4 separate regions of the Sus scrofa genome follow, and regions 2, 3 and 4 are each linked to region 1. The links are chromatin contacts, called in public HiChIP or PLAC-seq maps. All regions are on one chromosome and are shown on one strand. Each heading gives the region's core, a stretch centred on a gene start, on an enhancer-like site or on the middle of the called end of the contact. The rest is flanking DNA. Distances are from core to core; before and after follow the strand shown.

Region 1 (2,798 bases), core at 88-2,587:
ATTAAGAAGATGTGGTACATATACACAACGAAACATTACCTAGCCATAAAAAAGACAAAATAATGCCATTTGCAGCAACACTGAAGCCAGAAAGAAAAAGACAAATACCATATCATATCACTTATTTGTGGAATCTAAAATGTGGAACAGATGATCCTATGTAAAAAATAACAAAAAATCAAAAAATAGAAACAGAGCATGGCCAGGAAGAGCGGACTTGGGGTTCCAGGCTGGGGGGGAAGGAGAGGGAGAGGGAGGGATGAGCATTCTGGGGGTTTCTGGGGATGCAAACGGTTATACCTAGAGTGGATGGGCAATGGGATCCTACTGCCCAGCACAGGGAAATGTGTGTGATTGGGTCACTCTGTTGTACAACAGAACTTGTTGAAACACTGTAAATCAACTATAATAATAATAGATAAAAATTTAAAAAGCATGACAGCAGGAAATAAACATGATGTTCTATTTACAAACAATCTTCCGAAAGCATTCTGAACCCTGATGGGGAGGAGAGAGGGTTGGAAGGCTGGCTTTGTCGTCGTCATCGAGGTGGGTGGGGATAAGACATAAGCACCGGGTAAAATTTTCAAAACACATCAGCACAAACAGGGCCCCTTGGCTGCAGCGACCAGTGTCACCTGTTTCTTGTATATTATTCCAGAAACATTTTACCCATGGATACCCACGCATGTGTTTTCCACACACACCGTCTTCTACACAAATAGCACCACCCGACACTCACTGTCCTGCACCCCGCCTCCTGCATTTCCTCTCGGGGACACCACACAGCAGCATCAGCCCCAGTAAGCGACCACGCTACAGCGGTCCGCGGCAGGCCTGCCACCGTGCACTTAACCGCCTCCTACTGCGCTGGACACCTGTTTCCACTCTTGGCTCCTGCGAGACAATCGTTATCTGGCACGTCCGAGCAAACCTGTGTGATTAAGTCTGTAGAAGCTTCTCTGTTTTTAATTATAACTGCCACGGCACTGCTGCGGGAGCCGCGCTCCGCTCTCGCCCCACGAGACAGAAGCCGGTGAGGGGCCGGGCGGGGGCTCCGGTCGGGGCGCGTCCCTCCACCCGGTCGGCGGGGCGCCAGACCGCCGCCGAACCCCCGAGGCCGCGGCGCCCTTCCCCGCCCACCAGCCCGGCCCGCTCACCATTGGAGCGGCTGCCTGTCTCGTTCTTGCAATAGCCGCAGCGGTAGAAGTCCTCGCCCTCGAAATACTCCACGATGCTCGGCGAAAGCCGGGCCCAGGAAGCCATGGCCCCGACCCTCCAAACGCTGCCCAGCCCGACGTCGCCGCCGCCGCCACCCCACAATGCATCGCGCCGCCCGGGCGCCCGCAGGCCGGGCCTCGCCGGGAGCCCCTCGGCGCTGACGCCGCCCGCGCCATCTTGATCGAGGGCAGCGTTCTGCTATTTCCGCTCCTTCCCGAAACGGACCGCCATCTTCGGTGAGGGTAAGACCGAGAGACGGAGCGTCAGGGGCAACGGGTGCGGGAAGAAACGAGTGAGAAAGGGAAGCGGGGGTTGGGGAGCAGGGCCTGCGTGCTGCCCCGGGAGGGCCTGGCCCGCAGCGGGCGATGCGACGGTTTGGATGCGAGGCGGCCGCGCCAGCCGGGTGGACGGGACCACTCACCGCAGGACGCCTTGCCCTCCTCGGAGTCGCAGTAGCCGCAGTGGTAGCCGGCCTTGAGTCCCTTGTACTCCACCACCGAGGCCATGGCCGCCGCCAGGTCCGCGCGGGCCGGCCACGCCTCTCGGCGCCCCCGGGGCGACCCCGGCGGAGCGCGGGGGCCCGCGGCGGGGAGGAGTGGAGGGCGAGGCCCCGCGCGGTGCGCCCCTGTACCTCTGGCCCGTCCGTGTGGGGGTCCGCGGGCCTCGCAGGATTAGCGTGGATCGTAGCCGTGCCCTTGGGCCCCGAGATCGAGGCAGCTCTCTGCGTTACTCCATCACCAGTCCTTCCTACGACCGCGCGGTTGTCATCCCCATTTTGCAGATAAGGGAACGGAGGCACAGAGGGTGTGATCACTCTATCTCTAGATCCTGCAAATCTAAGTTTAAAAATTAACATCTCAGACCGTCCCTGACCATGATGTCTGTAGCCAGTTCTAGCTTCTTCCCGACCAGCAAGCACTGGCTTAAATGTCCCATCGGTTCAAGTACACACGCAGGCATTCTGTGAATGGCAGAGTAGGTGAACTGAACACTACTTTTAAAGGAAACCACGGTCAGAGCCAGTCGCTGCTTTGTGCCCTATAAGCCCAGTGCCACCATATCCTATAACTTAAAGGACCTGGAAATAAAGGTTTGTTGTTGTGTTTTTTGTTGTGGTTTTGCTTTGTTTTTTGTACAATTTCTAAGTGTTAACTTTAAAAGAAATTTTAACTGTACAGGCCAAACACAACACTTATATAAGCTGAGTTCAGCCCAAATGGCTCCAATTCGCAACCACTATTTTAAAGGGGATTTCTTAAAGAGCATTAGTCTGGAGCAAAATATAAAAATGAGTATTTCCACCAAGGTAATGTTCCTTAATTTTTAACTCTGCATGAACAGATAATTTAAGTCTGTCTGTCCTTTTATTTTTCCAAGTCAATAATAAAGTTATTTATCTTCTTACAATGTTTTAAAAGGTAAAATCATGAAATTTGGAGAATCAGGTAAACTTTGGATGTCAGTTTCAACATTCTTGACTGCAGAGTCCACTATGCTGTATATGTGCCTAGTTAAGTGGTTTCTTGGTAGTGGAGTGACCTGTTGTATTGCTAAAGCATCACTTGTGCCTCCCACAA
Region 2 (2,700 bases), core at 47-2,546, 940 kb after region 1:
CTTGCCCCTGCTGGTGCCACAGTACTCCTCTCCCAAGTACACTTCCATATTTCGTGCTGAACTTAAGACGCCAACAGAAACCATTTCTTCACCTCCACGAGGGTCACATCTCACGTGAAGGAAGCAGGGGTTTTCACCCTGGCGGTGCAAGCTCCTTTTCAAAATCACCAGATCCTGGCTGAAAACAAAATGAGGACAGCAGACTTTTACCGTCAAGTTCCCTGAACAATGCTCTCAACCCACGGAGTGGGCCACAGGGCTTACTGTCTCCAGTTCCCTTTACAGGTGCATTTGCAGCCCACGGGACAAGCGCTCAGTGCAGAATGCGTAAGGAAATGATGCCTTAGCCGCCAGGGCGCTCCACTCTCCCTGCCTCTTGATCTCTCCCTTCTAAGCGACTCTCTGTAACCGCCTGTCCAGCGGCGGAAATGTATTTACGGGGCATCCACCACCGTGAGTGAAGCAACAATTTGGAAGAGGGAGGGGGAGGCACAGAATGGGACAATGGACAGAAGGATGCCATTTTCAAAACGAAGCTGGCGGAGGTGTTCCTCAGTTGGTTTTTGTTTTGTTTTCTTGCTATCGTGGTCGCCAGGAGGTGTCGGTGCGTTTCGGGAGAGAGAGGCGGTTCCGATTCTGACAAGGGGCCTCAGGAGAGGACCTGGCCGCCACCAGGGGATGTGTGCCAAACGCCCACTGGCCTGGTCACCCGCCCCGTCCTCCCGCCGCGCCGGCCCTGCCCCCTCGCCCTCGCGCCGCCCAGACCCGTCACCAGCTCGGCTCCCAGACCCCGGCCCAGACCCTCTGCCCTCCCGGCTCCCCAGCCAGGAGCGTGGCTGTCACGCAGCACAGCCCCCGCCCCCGCCCGCGCGGCGCACCCCGTGGCAGGCGGCGCCAGCAGCTGCTCCCAGTCGGCGTCCCGGGCGCCGAGACCCGCCCGGGCGAGACGGAGGCTCTGGGCCAGGGCTCCGCAGGCGGCATCCCAGGAAGCCGCCAACGTCGGGCGGCGGGTCAGCGGCGCGTCCACGGCCCCGGTCTCCATTCGGCCGCCTCCAGCCCCGAGCAGCCCCGGAACCTCCCTTCCAGTGCCCGAGTTTCCGCTTGACAGAGGGCCGGTGAAGGAGCCACTTCCGACTGGTCTGGCTCCAAACCTGCGAGCCGCGGCTTCCCGCCGGGTCGGGAGACCAGCTCCTGGAGACACGCATGCGCGTACCGCCGGCTTCGGCCGCCGGCTTCAAAGGCTGCGCGAGGACCGGCTCAAGGCGGGAGCATGCGCATTGACGGCACCTCCGCCGGTACTGTGCGCAGGCGCGATGTGGCGCGCGGGAGCGGGGAGGTTTTTCGCCGTTGACCCCTGAGAAATAGGTGTTGTGGGTGTCGGTTGCTGGGCTGACCGACAGAGTTGGTCCCACGAGGGGAGTCCGTCGTGGGATAGGTGTGGAGTCGTCGCCCTCGCGACCCGAGGGACCTGCTCCACACCTCGTTGTCTCAGGAGTGGACAGGGTGCCTCCCGAGGCAGGCGGTGGAGTGAGGGGCGTGGGGGCGGGCGGCCGGGAGGTGGAGTCGCCTTTTCTGGTCACCCGCTCCGCGCTCGGGTTCTTTGCCGGGTGTCACGCGGGTGCCAGCCCGGGGACTTCAGCAGGAGGAGGTGTGCAAGGTGTCCCGGAGCGGCCGTGGGGCGGTGGCGGGCAGTGTGTGGGGAAGCTTTGGGGCGCAGCGAGCTCACCTGCTCAGCTGGCCCGGGCCGTGCTCGTGCCCCGTCTCAGGACGGCGCGGCCCGGGCGATGGAAGGTGGAGGAAGACCGAGCTGGAAGGGGGTCGCCCCGCCCGTCTGCACCACAAGCTCGGGGAAGAGCGGCCTCGGGTCTGCGGTGAAGGAGAATCCGACTGGACTTGAGGGACCTTTAAGCTTTGGGGGGAAAAGTGGGTCAGATGGAACTTTCTAGATGCTCTGTCGGATAAGAAGGCAGATGGTTCCTCCCCATCACCACTCATCCTTTTCCTGCAGATGCCTATGCTGATGAATTTTCCATCTTTGGAAAGAAAAAAGGGAATTAGAAAAGTGGAATGTCAGTGTTCCAAAGGCCTTGATTGTAAAGGTCCTAATTTGCAAAGATTTTTTGACGGTGCAGACTCATTTTGGTTGTCTACATCAGTAGTTCTCTGCTTCCCAGGGTCATAATTTAACTTTCATTCCTGTTAACATCTTTGGTGGCATCTGAGACCCACCGGCTGTGGGAAGGCCAGGGATGGAACCCACATCCTCTCAGAGACTACATAGCCTTCTTAACCGCTGAACCACATGGGAACTCCCCAAACCTTGGTTTTCTTCAAGAAAACCTGTTCTGTGTTTCTTCATCTCTGCTTCTGTTTGCAAAGCCCTGGCTTTCATCTGAACAATTCCAGGCGTTTCTTTACTGTAATTAGCCTCCCTTCTCAGTCACTTCCATTACATCTTCTGCACTACCCACTGTTCCTTCTGGTGCTTCTTGCTCTTAACTGAGTTTAGCCTTTTGAACTCTTACTCTTACTCTCTTCTCTGCCCTCCCAGCTCCCAGCTTTGCATATGCTTTAATTAACTACCTGGAATGCTTGTTCTTTTGGAACAGGGAGAATCCTGTTCATCATTCAGAGAACCAAGCAGACCTCCACTGTGCTACAGAATGAAACTCATTCCTCTGTACTACATTTAGACCTTTT
Region 3 (2,700 bases), core at 176-2,675, 980 kb after region 1:
TACAGGTTTAATAAGCTAATGCAATAATTTGCGCTAATCTTACTATTACCAGAAAACTATGCTAACAGAGAACAAAGCAGCAGGCTCACTTCAGCAAAAGCTCCAAATAATCACCAAAGAGTAACATGCACTAGTGTGACTGGTATTTTTTTCCCCCTCACTGGTGGATTTCTTAAGATTTCATTTTGGGCAAAAATTTTAATGTCTTTCTAAATTCAAATCATTAATTTCATTTGTTCATGGTATACTTCTAAAAGGCCAGGCTTAGTATTGCTGAAAAGCTAGAACGGCATAAAAATAATATACTAGCCTAGCCCCAGAGGGGAACATTTGTGGTAAAGGGTTAAAAAAAAACAAATGAAAAACCACCACACGCACCCCATAACAGCACATCTGATTCCCATCTTTATTGTCCTCTCTATCTCAACCCAAAACATTTAGGGTTTCTTGGGAAACGCTGTGGACCCCTAGGGGCAAAAACTACCATACATCTTAGTTCGCTGTAACGAACTCCCCAGATTATATTAACCTGTAGCTGTGATGTACGCACGACAAAAATAAAAACTAAGTGGAATTTTAAAAACTGATAGTCCAGACGTTTAAAAAGTGGTTCTAAAGAAGCTGTGTTTTTTCCAAACTAAAGTTCTTCAGAGCTCACAATTTAAAGTGCCTTTATTTCCTCTCCCACTTGTCGCTCCTCTTCAGGTCTGAATAGCACACTAAGGGGACAGTAAATGGGCCACGTGGTTAGTGGCAGCTGGAACCGGTTTAACTTCAATTTAGATTCACACTTACTAGGTGCAGGGCTCGGCTACTCGCATTCCACACAGTTGATTAAGCCTTAAATTCTGCACGAATCTGAACAATGGTTTGCTGCAAAATCCTCCTCAAACCTTACATCTCCCCAAAATTAGAGTGCACAAGCAGTAGAAACTGATCTAGGCAGGACCGTTAGATAAAAAGACTGAGGCTTTAAAGGTCGTCCCAACGAGCGACAGCCCGGAACTGGCGTCGGGGCGGCATCCTCACCAAGATTCGGGAACACCTAGGACAGCCCTTGCCCCGGAACCTGGTAAAGACGCAAACCTCCGGGCGCCCCCTCACGACCACCTGTCAGAGCGAGAGGCAGCATCCTACCCCGGAGTCTCCAAGCCATTGCCCGACGGCAACGCCACCGCAGGCATTGCTCCTGCGGGGCTCCGGGGGCCAGACTCCGCATCCCACGCGTTCGGGCCAGGAGGGCCCTGGGTCGTGACCCTGCCGACCGACCGACCGACCACGCCCGACCCTCTGCCTGGGCTGAGTCCCGGGCGGAGGCAGCCCGCCCGTCGCGGACACCCGGCTCTCTCCTCCCGCCGCTCCTTCGTAGCACTCTGCTCAGCCGTGTCACTGCCGTCCGAGCCGGTAACCAGCTACTTACCACCTGACAGCCGCACCGAGTAACCCCCACCGCCTTGTTCAACGCCGCTGCTGTAGCCGTCGCCGCCACCGTCTTCGTCACCGCCTCCGCCGCCATGTTTGTTGTGTCTCCGGCCCCCTTCCCGCCCCGCTGCCTTTCCCAACTCTCGCGTGAGCAAGGTGTTGGGCGAAAGCAGAGAAGAGGCTGTGTGTCTCTTTTGGGGTTCCGTAGGTACAAGGGGGCGGGACAAGGGAGTGAGACCGAGGACCGTGGGGCGGGGACTAGTGGGCGGGGCTCTGGCACCTGTCCCCCGCACCCGAGGCGTCGGAGCGCAGAGCAGAAGCGCCTACTCAAGGCCTTGCGAAATTGTCCGAGGTACCAGTCCCGGTGCGCTGATGGAGGGATCCGCTGGTCGGCTGCTGCGCGGCAGCGCGCTGGTGAGTGCGCTCGCGGCGGGCTTCTTGGGGCTCCCGGACGACCTTGGCCTCGGCGGCGGGGTCTTGTCTTATGGGGTCTGAGGCGCCTGGTCTTCGTCCTGGACCCGTACTTCCGACCCTCGGTTGGGTTGATCTCAGACCCCCTCACCGACCCTGACCTCTCTTCAGGCCTCTGGCCGAACTGGCCTCAGTTTTCCGTAAGGAGAGCAGGAATCGACAGCTGAGGAAAAGGGGGCTGGTCGCTGGTCTAAAGCTTCTTGAATGGAGCAATCACCCTGCGTGGGGTCGGGAGAGCCAGAGCTGCAAGATATTCTTTTTTTTTTTTTTTTTTTTTTTTTTTTTTTTTTTTTTTTTAAGGGCCGAGCCCGCTGCATATGGAGGTTACCAGGCTAGAGGTCGAATCGGAGCTACAGCTGCTGGCCTGCACCACAAGCACAGTAATGCTAGATGCGAGCGGAGTCTGCGACCTATATAGTGCAGCTCACGGCAACGCTGGATCCTTAACCCAAGTGAGCGAGGTCAGGGATCGAATCCCCGTCCTCGTAAATACTAGTCGGGTTCGTTCCTGCTGAGCCACGTAGGAACTTTCGAGCTTCAAGGTATTCTTTGCAGGGCCTTGAGTCCTAGGAGTCACCGAGTTTCGACTCTTTGGAGGCATTTTGTGGAGATGTCACCTCTCCAATGCCACCTTTCCCCAAGATTACATTTCCTTGCTCACCCCCTCCCCGCCCAAAGATTGTTGCAATATAAGCACAGTCCCATTCCGCGCAGTGTTTGCCGCTTCTCTTTTCCGCGGCCCTGATCCAAAGTTAGAGACGGACCTCGGAGTGGGTCGGATTTACCCGCCAAAAAGAGTTTACGCTG
Region 4 (2,700 bases), core at 149-2,648, 960 kb before region 1:
TAAGGCCATTTAAACCTCTTGCACCATCAGTCCTTTACTGAGGACCAAGGAGAGATTAGGCATTGGGGAGATAGGAAGATTTGGGTTTGGTTCCTTTTTGAAAGGAATTCTAAGTATATCAGAGGATATCTATTCCCCCATATTACAATTGCCTAAAAAATGTGTCTCCCCTGCTGGACAAACATATCTGTAGATAACAGCAATGCAAGCTCACTGAAATAGCAGAGAACAGCACAGAAGAATGATTTCTCAGAGGTCACTGCATAACACTTCCATTTACATCTCATTGGCCAGAATTCAGCTCTTATGGCCTGATTTAGTTATCAGAGAAATTATAAGGGATACGGATTCATTTAACGGAGTGACAAGATGCCGAGAAACAAATCGTAGTTATGTTCCTATGAAAGAAGGGGAGAATCCATTTGGGGGAGCCAGTTAACAATCTCTGTCAGAGAAGGCGCAAATGGTTCTTAATGCGGGAATTATAAATCTAGATTTGTGGTTATGGGCTCCTCTGGGAGCCCCCAAAGCATCAGCAGTCAGGAAGGATGTGGGGCAGGGGAGGTAAGACAGCCAGGGAATGGAACTAACAACAGTGTGTAGCTGGAAGAGGATGTCTAAAAGCCAAAACGCATCCATTAAATTTAACAACTAAGTGGATATTGGAGGTAATCTTTGAGAAAGCTGTTTTATAAGAGCAATAAAGTGGACACAAAGACCTGTGATGCCAAAATTACCATTATTTTGTCCCTTTCTTTGATCAAAGAACAGAAAATATTGGGGGGTGGGGTAGGGACAGATATCTGCAAAAATCATATTTGGAAATAAATCACTGCATCGTGTGCTAGCGTAAAGGATAAACAAAGTGTGGGGTACAGAGGAGGGAGGGATCGAGTGGGCATGAAGGAGGGCAGCAAAGGAGAAACCGAAGAATTAAAGCTGGTCCAACAAACAGGCAAACTGGCAGTTGGCCTCAGATGTAACACTATTTTTAAAAAGTATTTCCAAGACCTGATATGCAAATTTAATCGTGTTTTCCATATTTGGAAAACTTTATATACTGATCGGACATCTCGTTCACTCTCTCCATTCACTCAATTAATCCCATACATTCATTTATTCTATAAACTCCATGAGGGAGGAGACTTCCTGTCTTCATCTTCGACACCTACAACAGTGCCTGGCAGAGGTAGTTGCCCTAAGTTAACTGATCCAAGGCAGAAAGGCTAATTAAGGACTTTCAGCTTTTGCTTTTCACCGTTTCCAGTAGGGCACAGAGACCTACGCAGTCCCCAATCTGAAGAAAACAGACGGCACCGGAGGCAGCACCACTTCCCCCAAGGCAGAAGTCTGTCCCAGGCAGAACCGGGGAACCAACCTGGCGGCGGAACTCTGGAGGAGGCGGAACGTAGGAGTGGCGGAACTGGAAGGCGGCGGAATCCGTGGGCGGTGGAACCTCGAAATCGGCGGAACCAACTTGCGGCGCCCACGGAGCCGCCCGGAGTCTATTTGGAACGGAAGGGTAGTGGCCGCTGCTTCCTGGTTGCGGGTCGGCGCCGAGGGCCGGGTTTCGCAGTGGCGATGTTGCCCTACACCGTGAATTTTAAGGTGTCGGCGCGCACCCTCACCGGGGCCCTCAACGCCCACAACAAGGCGGCGGTGGACTGGTGAGGGCGCTAGGCTTCGAGGCCGCAGGGCTCGGCCAGGGGACGGGGAAAGAACAGGCGGTTTTACCTGCTTAGTTTGGCCTCTCCAAAACTGGGTGCCACCTTCACCATTACAGACTTTCATTTAAAGGCTGGATTTTTGTTGTTACCATAGAAGTTGTGAAAGCCCCATGTGGGAACTTGCTCTGTGCGGATATGTTTGCCCTCGTTCCCCCATCTCTGTTGCTCTTTGCTCTTTCCCTACACTCTTTCCTCACCACCCCATTCCCCCTTTTAACCTCTCCTCCAGTCTCCGGGCTTCTCCCCTCGTGTCAGTTATCTTGACCACGTTCTTTTCCCCATTCTGTGCCTTCTTTTTCTCTCATCCCTGTTTTTTATCCTTATTCATTCAACACTGTGTCGGGCGCCTATGCTCTCACCGACCCTTCGTTTCACCTTTATCTTTTCCCTGTAGAATGATACTGCAGCTCTGAAAATTAATAACCAGAGGAATATAATGCAGAATTCTGTAGCTGTGGCTGCTGGGAAGGTTGGCAAGAGGACGGAAACTTCCTATTCAGTGTTTTGTTTGTTTGTTTGTTTGTTTGGCTGGAAGCCCCACGGGGCTGATCACAGATACTGTGGAACGTGATTCCAGGCACTTTGTGGATGCTCAGTATTCAAAGTTGGACAAGACAGACAGGGCATATGCCCTCAAAGACAGATAGACCATTAGGGTTGCTTTATATACATCTTCACCGCCCTACGTGAATCTCTCAAGACCCTTTTTTTTAAATTCTAAAGAAAAACAAATTTCAACAAACTTTTTAAAAGCTTCACTAGACCTTTTATCCAAATGCTGTAATGTAGAAATACTAGTCTTGGGGTTAAATAATTTTATTAATGATGGTGCATGTTAGATATATTACTTATTTAGGATGCCTCTTGGCAAGAGAGATATTGTTTTGCTTTGCCTTTTTCTTAAATTTTAACACTGTTTTGTTAGGGGCTGGCAAGGTTTAATTGCTTATGGATGTCATTCGCTTGTGGTAGT

Evidence for each region. HiChIP or PLAC-seq counts read pairs in DNA pulled down with a chosen protein or histone mark.
Region 2: an H3K27ac HiChIP or PLAC-seq map of alveolar macrophages shows a contact between it and region 1. The contact joins the promoter of LOC100154423 here to the promoter of ATE1 in region 1. A contact is called at or near these places in 1 of 5 promoter capture datasets (liver) and 1 of 2 datasets of contacts at active chromatin or transcription factors (alveolar macrophages).
Region 3: an H3K27ac HiChIP or PLAC-seq map of alveolar macrophages shows a contact between it and region 1. The contact joins the promoter of ACADSB here to the promoter of ATE1 in region 1. A contact is called at or near these places in 1 of 47 Hi-C or Micro-C datasets (liver) and 1 of 2 datasets of contacts at active chromatin or transcription factors (alveolar macrophages).
Region 4: an H3K27ac HiChIP or PLAC-seq map of alveolar macrophages shows a contact between it and region 1. The contact joins the promoter of WDR11 here to the promoter of ATE1 in region 1. A contact is called at or near these places in 1 of 5 promoter capture datasets (liver) and 1 of 2 datasets of contacts at active chromatin or transcription factors (alveolar macrophages).

Annotation. Positions count from the first base shown.
Region 1 is chr14:131,578,406-131,581,203 of Sscrofa11.1, forward strand. It overlaps ATE1 (arginyl-tRNA--protein transferase 1), which reads right to left and starts at 1,338. Exons shown (of 13, transcript XM_021073566.1): 1 at 1,161-1,338. The coding sequence starts at 1,266.
Region 2 is chr14:132,521,804-132,524,503 of Sscrofa11.1, forward strand. It overlaps LOC100154423, which reads right to left and starts at 1,297. Exons shown (of 6, transcript XM_021073585.1): 1 at 879-1,297; 2 at 1-178. The coding sequence starts at 1,042.
Region 3 is chr14:132,561,577-132,564,276 of Sscrofa11.1, forward strand. It overlaps ACADSB (short/branched chain specific acyl-CoA dehydrogenase, mitochondrial), which reads left to right and starts at 1,426. Exons shown (of 11, transcript XM_001926297.4): 1 at 1,426-1,836. The coding sequence starts at 1,795. It overlaps IKZF5 (zinc finger protein Pegasus), which reads right to left and starts at 1,674. Exons shown (of 5, transcript XM_005671516.3): 1 at 1,421-1,674.
Region 4 is chr14:130,617,526-130,620,225 of Sscrofa11.1, forward strand. It overlaps WDR11 (WD repeat-containing protein 11), which reads left to right and starts at 1,399. Exons shown (of 30, transcript XM_001924356.6): 1 at 1,399-1,667; 2 at 2,653-2,700. The coding sequence starts at 1,582.